Regions from separate parts of the Urocitellus parryii genome. Here region 2 is linked to region 1. The links are chromatin contacts, called in public Hi-C maps. All regions are on one chromosome and are shown on one strand. The core of a region is the stretch at or near the end of the contact, and the rest is flanking DNA. Distances in the headings are between cores, read along the strand shown. Region 1 holds the start of LOC113182685 (cytosolic non-specific dipeptidase). Region 2 holds the start of Fbxo15 (F-box protein 15).

Region 1 (4,221 bases), core at 988-3,487:
ATGATTATGTACAATATTTATGTTTTTGTGCATCAGTTAAAAACATAAGTTTAAATTAAAAAATAAAAACCAAACTTCCATTCCTGGCACACATATTTGCATCCCCCCACACATTTTCTAACATTCAGCTTTCACATCTGAGACCCTGACTCCTGCTCTATCTTACAGACGCAGGGCAAGTAAATCATGGGACTGCTTTAAAAAATCAGAATGAAGACAAAATAAAAATGTCTCTAACTTTCAAAGCAGTGTCTCTCCTCTTTCTTCAAAAACTCAAGACTTAAACAGAAATAGAAAAGAGATCAGCTGTCTGAGCAGATTCGTCCTGAGTGCAGCAAAGTGACAAGATCCTACCACAACTTTATGGGTCTGAAGTGGGTGCAGGGCAAATGCTTGCACACTGACACACTGTTATTGAACAGCATATATTCTTGGTATAGGGCTCTAGGGCTGTTGTAAATAGGTGACTGACTTGATCCGTGTGACATGAAGTGTGGCAGCCGCACAGCAGACTGAGGAAGGTTCTCCAGCTGCACAGTAGGGCAGATGTGCTTTCTATATGGGTAGGAGATCACACCACGAAGCTCTCAATGTCCTTTTCCCCTTCTTCCTCACAGACACTAGCAAGAAAGCATGATTATTTCCATACTCTGGGCCAACTCGTAATGCCCCAGCTTAGGCATTCATGGGAAAGAGTCTCAAGTAGAACAAAGTCCATGAATGCTGCTGAGGCATCTTTATGAGTGTTAATGAGTCAAATTTCAGCCATCTGTCACCAGAAAATGCACACAGAGAAGCCACCTATTTACATGAGATGAAATCTTGTTCAGCCAGACCATATCCTACACTGGGTGCTTTTCCTTTGAGTTTCTGGTCACTAAATACCACAAATTCCAAACTCACTGTGGAATCATCTCATTAGTATTGTTTTTTTTTTTAGTCAATTAACTAATGGCTTTCTAAAGCACTCAAAGATGTAATTGTCTAAGCTGTGCCTCTTGGCCAAGAGTAAACAGATACAGATTGTTCAGTTACCACAAGGACTGCTCAAAGCACCTCCCCTATATTAACTGTCAGAAAGCAGAGCAGGTTGGGCAGGTTCCGATTTTTGGTCTCCCACTCAGTACTTGACTTCTGTTTCACCTCCACTAACACCAAAGCCACTAAATGGAACCACTTTTATGTGACTTGATGAAACTCACTAAGGTAAACGCAGTATGTAGGAAAGAACAAAAGCAATATATTATCCCTCCAAATATATGACAGGCTTCCTCCCCTCTAAAAATATAAAGTTCATGGGGAGCAACATTTAAATAGAGGCTGCTAAGAGGGGAAGGAGAAATGATATGAACTAGGCAGCGATATACACAAATGATTCTTTTAATTCTGAGTGTCAATCTTTTTCCCCTGAGACCTCAAGGTATATGTTAGAGAACTACTACCCTCACTAAACCGCGGGTGGGGATCGATCTCCTATTTGCCTATTCTAGAATTTCATCCTAAACATATCACGAAACTACTTTTTGCCACTCCTCCCTGCCAACATCTGAGACAACACAGGCTATCCGGAACGGGTCCCAGGAGGGGTTCTCCTGATTTCGTTACCCAGAGTCTGAACCAGGCTGCCTCTCCAGAAGCCAACCACACTGGTGGCCCCCTCTGTGGGGCCCCGGGACTCAAGGGCATTAGTGCAGGGGACCAGGCACAGGCTTCATTTTACAGAGGAAACAGGTGATGGAGTAAGGGGCCTGCCACACCAGCGAGTTGGCGAGGGAATGTCCCCGCCGCTGGGGAATCCTCCGCCTCAAGCGCCAGGGCGAGCCAGGCCTGAGCGTGTCTGCAGAAGGCTGAGCACCACAGACCTCCCCAGGGCAGCACCAGCTGCACGCTGCTCCCCGCCACCCCACCTGCACCAGGTCGCCACGCAGGCCGGAGCCCGGGCGCGGTCGAGCAGGTCCCCTCACCCGCCCGGACGCTCGGCTGGCCCCTCGGGATGCGGCGCGAGAGGCCCCTTCCGATCCGCGACCCCGCTAGGGCCTCTACCGCCGACCGCGCTCGGGACAGCCGGGCTTCACCGGCTGCGGCCTGGGGCCCGACGCTCCCACACCAAGGAGTGCGACTCCTGCAGCTGCGCGAGCCCTCACGCCTGGGCGCCAGAGGCCCGGATCGCCCACCAGAGAAGGAAGGTCCAGCCAATGAGGCCCGCTCACCCAAGGCGCCGGTTCCGCACCACGTGTCCAAGGCCACGCCCTCAAGCGGCCCGCGCCCCACCCCGCCCGCCAATCCCCAGCCTCGTCCAGGACTGTCTTGCCCCGCCCCTCTCCACCCCCCGCCCACCAATCCTCGTCCTAGTCGAACTGTCTCGCCCCGCCCCTCCACATGCCCCGCCCACCAATCCCGGGCCTCGTCTTGCCCCGCCCCTCCTCCGCTAGCGCGCGGTGAGGGCGGGGCATAAAGTCTGCCGGGGCTGAATGGCGTGAAGGCCGGTCGCCCTGGAGCGCTGGCCCCGGGCGGTGGTCTAGAGCTGGGCTTCCCGGCTCTCGCCGGGGTTGGTCGGGGGTGTGGTGCTTCGACTGTGGGGTGCGAGAGGTCGTGTAGATCTTCAGTGCAGCTTTGAAGTCCGAAACTGAGGAACCTAGCTTGCGTTTTCTGAGTTCCCAGGCTTTGGACCTGATGTTTTCCACCGAGACCTGTGTTTGCACCGCTGTACCAGCAGAATCCAAGGAGTAGCATTCTGCAAGCCACACTTTCAAGTACATTCCAGTTTGAGATACTTGATTGCAACACATGCACTATCACCACTCCCAAGAGAAGTCTGTTTAAGTTTCACAATTCCAGGAATTCATGAAGAAAGCAAGCATACCCACCACGATTTGAGTATCTGCTGCTTCCCTTTTTAACCCTGGAAGTTGTTCCGCGGTCTGCTAATCTTTTTATAAGAGTATTCTCAAAAGAATTTTGCAAAGCTTGTACACCTTTCACATTTGGGGGCAGGTACAGAAATGTGCGTTTACAATTTTAATCATCATCTGATAAACAGTAGTTAATTATGAATCTCAATAAATATTAAGAAAGTGTAAGTTTTATTCTTAATGTAGAACGCTTTTTTTCCTGGAAATATGTTAATTATTACAAAGGAGAACTTTATAGATCCTATCCTGAAAAAGATGCCTATATGCTCCAGACCTCAATTAAGGAGGCATTCTCCAATGAGAGTTGAATTTGGACTTGCGCCTTTGTCTAGAACTTGAGAAGTTTTCCATGAGCTGGTAAAGGCACAGCAGCTACAACAATGCCTGGCTTTGAGTGAGGGCTCTGTAAGTGTTGCCTGTGCATCCTCTCTCAGGACAGTCTGTGACCAGGAGGAACAGCAGGGCTCTGCTCTGCTACCTGTGTGTTTCCTGGCCTGTCAATTCTAGGGGAAATCCCCCGTGGGATTTGAGAGCTGGAAAGTGATGCCCTTTAAACTCTGAGCCCTCCTGAGAAAGCCTGTGCCTTGGGTATCAGTCAGTCACAAGTCCACTGCCCTACACAACTGGTCAGTAAATGAGTTAGCATCTGAGTAGAGTGTGCTGCTTTGAATTTCCAGCAGGTGGCCCTGCACATCCATTTCATCTCTGGTAAAGGGTGCATTGCAGGTGGCTGCATAGCAATGAATCTGGCCTTAGTTGTCAGGAGATAGATAATATGTTTCTAGTCTTCTCTGCTGGATTTGGGAACAGGGACATTATGAGAGAAAACTAGGAGAGAAATATGGAGATGGGTGTTTTAGTTAACTCTTGTGTGGCTGTGACCAAAATACCTGACAAGAACAACTTAGAGGAAAGGTGTATTGGGGCTCAGGGTTTCAGAGGTCTCAGTCCATAGAAGGCCGACTTCCTTGGTCTGGCCCAAGATGAGGCAGTACATCATGGGGGAAGGTCCCAATGGAGGACGGAGGATCAGGAAGCAGAAAGAGAAGGAAGAAGGGGCCACAGGGAAGATAATCCTTTAGAGAAATCACCCCATTGACCCACCTCCTCCAGCCGTGTCCCATCTGCCTACAGTGACCATCTAGTCATTCAAACTAGAAAGGACTGATTAGATGACAAGTCTCACAATCCAGTCATTTCACCTCTGAACATTCCTGCAGAAACACAGGAGATCTGGGGGGACACCTAACATCCAAGCCATAACATAGGTGGCCAGGGGTTGGGTGCTTTGGAAAGGGGAATAATGAGA
Region 2 (3,960 bases), core at 1,223-3,722, 260 kb after region 1:
TATAAAACATTTCCATTATTGCACAAAGTTTTATTTGGACAATGGTGTTTCACACATTCAGCAAAATCACCTGTTTGGCTGTTATGTAGATGCCATTTTGTTGGAGCCAATAAGTAGTAAGTGGCAAGTGTACTGGAAAATTTGGTAAGATCTGTGCTTCATGTGTGAATGATGGGCCTGACAAAGGCCTAAACAAACAAACAAAAAATTGTTAGATTCAGAGGCTCACTAACCATATCAATGAGACCTGCAGGAGGTACTGTCTCAGACATGCCATGCCATTCCATCCCATGAAAAAAAGGGCAAATTCTTGCATTCTACACTGTGACTGCAATGCATGGCAGGTCTTTTTGCATTTTGGAGGCAGTGTATTCCACACTTGAAAATACTGCTCCCATTCATTCGCTGAGTAACAAGAAGTGCTGTCACCTTTGGATGGGATCCACATCAAGAAAGGATTCTATGGCAGGTCCAGTCTGTAGTGCAAGCAACACTGCCCCTTGAGCCAGAGTAACTGATACATATGCATACCTTTATCTTTCATTTCTGCATATCAGTTTTTTTGTGTGTGTGCTAAACTGCTATCCTAAACAAAAGATTATATTTTTAGCATGTTCAGCAGATTACAAAACAATTGGCAGGATACCAATTTTTGTTAAAAATCAGAAATATTAACTGAAATAACACAAATTATATCTAAACAATTGTTTTATCTGCGACATATAATTATGAGTGCCTGAATTGCTTTCTGTGCCTTTCATTCTTTCTACCACATACTTGTGAAATGAAGAACACAACAATAAGAAAAAAATTAAACTTAAAATACCTGTTAAAATACCTTTGACTTTCCCGACTAAATTACATTTCATCTTTCCTGCTTGTATGTTCTATTACTGCACCTAATGTGTGAGGGCAAGGGATGTTCTGGATGTCTTTCATTTTGTAGTCTACAAAGTGTAGCTCAGTATCTGGGAACAGCATCAATTATTCCATGAAGTGATTACTGAGTTTTTCCTATTGGTTGTAACTTGATAATCTCTCTCTCTTCAATCTATCCTATCCAATTTCTCTTTCTCATAGGCATTGAAACACATGCTGAGAAAAATCTCCTAGACAGTATGCAACAAAATGATCAAATTCAAGATCAACTTCCATATATCTAAATTCGAATTTTTGAAACCTGGTCCTAAACAGTTTAACGGTTCTTCCGTTGAATCGTTTTCCCCTCCTTAGGTGTAAACTTGGTAGAAGGACATGGTCAGCTCTTGTCAGGTTGACTGGAAGGCAAGTACCGCCTTTACCTTTCTGGGAGGTTGAGACTGCGGTTTCCGCTCTCGGATCTCTGTGCACCGACACTTGCTTGCGGCGGTCCTCCTGTGCGTTGCAGGGGCTCGGTCCCTGTGTCCAGATCGTTTTCTGGACGAGTCCAAGAACAGATCTAGGTTGCGCCGTTTTCTTCGGCTCTCGCAAGCCCCACCTCAAACTGGGCTGAGTCTTCAAGGCAGCCCTGTGAAGCCCACGGTCTGGCAGCAACAGCCGCTTCCCCGAGGACCTGTGCAGCCTCTCCGCGTACTGCAGAGCTCTTAGGACAGTACAGATCATGTTCACAGAAAGCCGTCCCGCTCAGGGACGCCACGAAGCAGCAAAGCTTCGCAATCCACGACACGACTGGCCGGCCACGCACAAATCCACACCTTCACGTTCCACGGCGTTCGCCTCCCTCCCGGCCTCCAACTTGCTGGAGAGCGCCCTGACCCTTCCGCGCTGACATTCACGCCCTACTGCTCCGCAGAGCAGCCTGGGAAACCCCTGGGTGTCTGGGAATGGCAGTTCCCGGACCGTGCTGCACACTGGGGGGCCACGCGAGGGCCGCGGCAAGCACTGCATCTCCCACAATGCAAGGCGGCCAAGCGCGTTGTCCCTCTCCGCGCCTCCCAGAGGCCTCTGCGCGTATGGCCACGCATGCGCCGCGCATCATCCGGCGGCAGGGGGAGGGGCCGCAGGAACTTGTGCCTCAGTCCTGGTAGGTCCAGCAGAGGTTGCAAGAATCAAATAAGCAGATGTAAACTGTGTGTTCTCCTGATCGTTCTGGAGAAGGCTGTGTTAACTGGAGAATCCTTCGCCTCATGGTGGCCCATTTGAACTTATTGGCAAATAATTTCATTTCTGTGTTTTTTTCTCAAGAAAACCAGACAACAGCCAAGTGAAAATGAACAGGGATGCCAAAAAGCAGGCAAAGGTGTCGTAAAGTCCCAGCGGCGGACTTGACGCCTGGCGTCCTGGGCATCAGAACGACGGGGGCCTGGGAAAGAAGCCAGCCCCGAAGCGTCTAGAACTCCCATCTGGTAGCTAGGCGACAACGTCAGTAGCGCCAGTGTACGCACGCGCGAAGGCGGCCGCGCTTCTGCGCGTGCGCAGAGCCTAGGTGCTCTCCGAAGCGTCGCGCCGCTGGGCGGGCCCCACCAGGTCTCCATGGCGACCGGACGCGGGCGGATCCTGAGGCAGCACTGGCTTGGCCTCCAGGCGCAGCGCGGGCCCCTCCAGGGTGGCGGCTGGCCGCGGGGCAGCGCGGGGCCGGTCGCGTGGCGTGCCGGGGCCACCGGGTTCAGGTGACTGTGGGGTCCACTGGCGTGTCTACCCCACCCGTGAACCCTTGGCGGACGTCCCCGCCTGCTGCTCTCGAGCGAGTGCTTTTATTGGTCGGACGTCGCCACGTGACTGGTGGCGCGCTTTTTTTTTTTTTTTTTAAACGCGGGAAAGGGTGCAGGACGGTAGAAAGGTCCCCTCACCCTGGAAAAGTGGGTTTCCTACTCTTTGGTACTTCCCGGGAAGAGCCCAGCGCTGCCCGCGCGGCAGGCTCTGCCAGTGTCTGCAGGAGTCTGGGGCGGGAATCACCCCTTGCCCTAGGTGTGGGCCAGGAGGGGCAACCCCGGGACCTCCCCGGGGCTGACCTGCTGGCGGCTGGGCGCCGTCGCTCCCCGGCACGGTCCTCTGGTGGAGGCTGGTCGGGGAGGCGCTGCGCCGCCGCCGCGGGCCAGGTCGCCAGTTCCACACAGGACCCTGCCCTGCCGCCGCCTCTCTTAGGCTTGCGGACCCAGGGAGGCCTCTCTGCAGTGTGGGGGGCCGGGGGGCCGGGCTGGGAGAGGGAGGCGCCGCCCTCCAGCCGAATCCGGTTTGACCCTAGGAGGGGACTCGATCCGGGAGGTCCCGAGCGCCTGCGCGCTGCTGAGGCACCGCACTGCCTCCCGGTTTCCTCGCCGGCTGTGTCTGGCCCTGCCCCCGTTATTCTGTGCAGGAATAATGCTAGGATCCTACGTTCTTGAGGATTCCCTGTTCCCAAGGCTGTTGGGCTACGGAGCGAAAGGCCAATTGTCTTGAAGCCTTCGATGTTACCTCAAGTCCCCCCCCCCCTCCCCTGGCTGGAGGAGTGCTTCTGTCCTCCCTGGTCTCCGCTACTCCGCGTCGCACAGCCCGGTTCTTCAGTGCCACGACCGCAGTTCTTGTTTGAAAGGCTATAGTGCTGGATAAAGCGCAACCCTGTGGCAAACCAAAGGTCACAGTGCTTGCAAAAGTTATTACGCAGAACAGAAAAACTGGCTTTTCAGTAGGAAAGTTAAGCTTTAAGTCAGTTTGCCTCAATTACTAAAATTAGTTTTTATGTAGTGCTCTGTTGGGGGAAGCAGAATGACTTTTATATGATGAATCTTTTCTTTGTAAGTTGAGTGAACTTCCTGGTGGAATGATGTTCACTTCAGTGCCAGTCATTATGCCTGGCATGGGAAACTGCATTTCAGCCTGTGGTGTGAACATGTATAGATGCTACTTGGTAAATGGAAGTCAGCTGCTAAAAATAGAATAACTCTGGTTTGAGAAGCTACTTTTAAAAAGTGCATTATAGTTTAACACAGTTGTGGAGTTCATTTTGACATATGAATGGCATTTAATACAATTTGGTGCTGT

Evidence for each region. Hi-C and Micro-C count contacts between places; a contact is called where the count stands out from the background.
Region 2: a contact with region 1 is called in a Hi-C map of liver, with 3 times the contacts expected there. The contact joins the promoter of Fbxo15 here to the promoter of LOC113182685 in region 1. A contact is called at or near these places in 2 of 2 Hi-C or Micro-C datasets (liver and muscle).

Annotation. Positions count from the first base shown.
Region 1 is chr13:4,114,281-4,118,501 of mUroPar1.hap1, forward strand. LOC113182685 (cytosolic non-specific dipeptidase) reads right to left here and starts at 2,238. Exons shown (of 12, transcript XM_026388690.2): 1 at 2,211-2,238.
Region 2 is chr13:4,378,592-4,382,551 of mUroPar1.hap1, forward strand. It overlaps Fbxo15 (F-box protein 15), which reads left to right and starts at 2,473. Exons shown (of 10, transcript XM_026388695.2): 1 at 2,473-2,609. The coding sequence starts at 2,473. It overlaps Timm21 (translocase of inner mitochondrial membrane 21), which reads right to left and starts at 1,823. Exons shown (of 6, transcript XM_026388678.2): 1 at 1,302-1,823. The coding sequence starts at 1,602.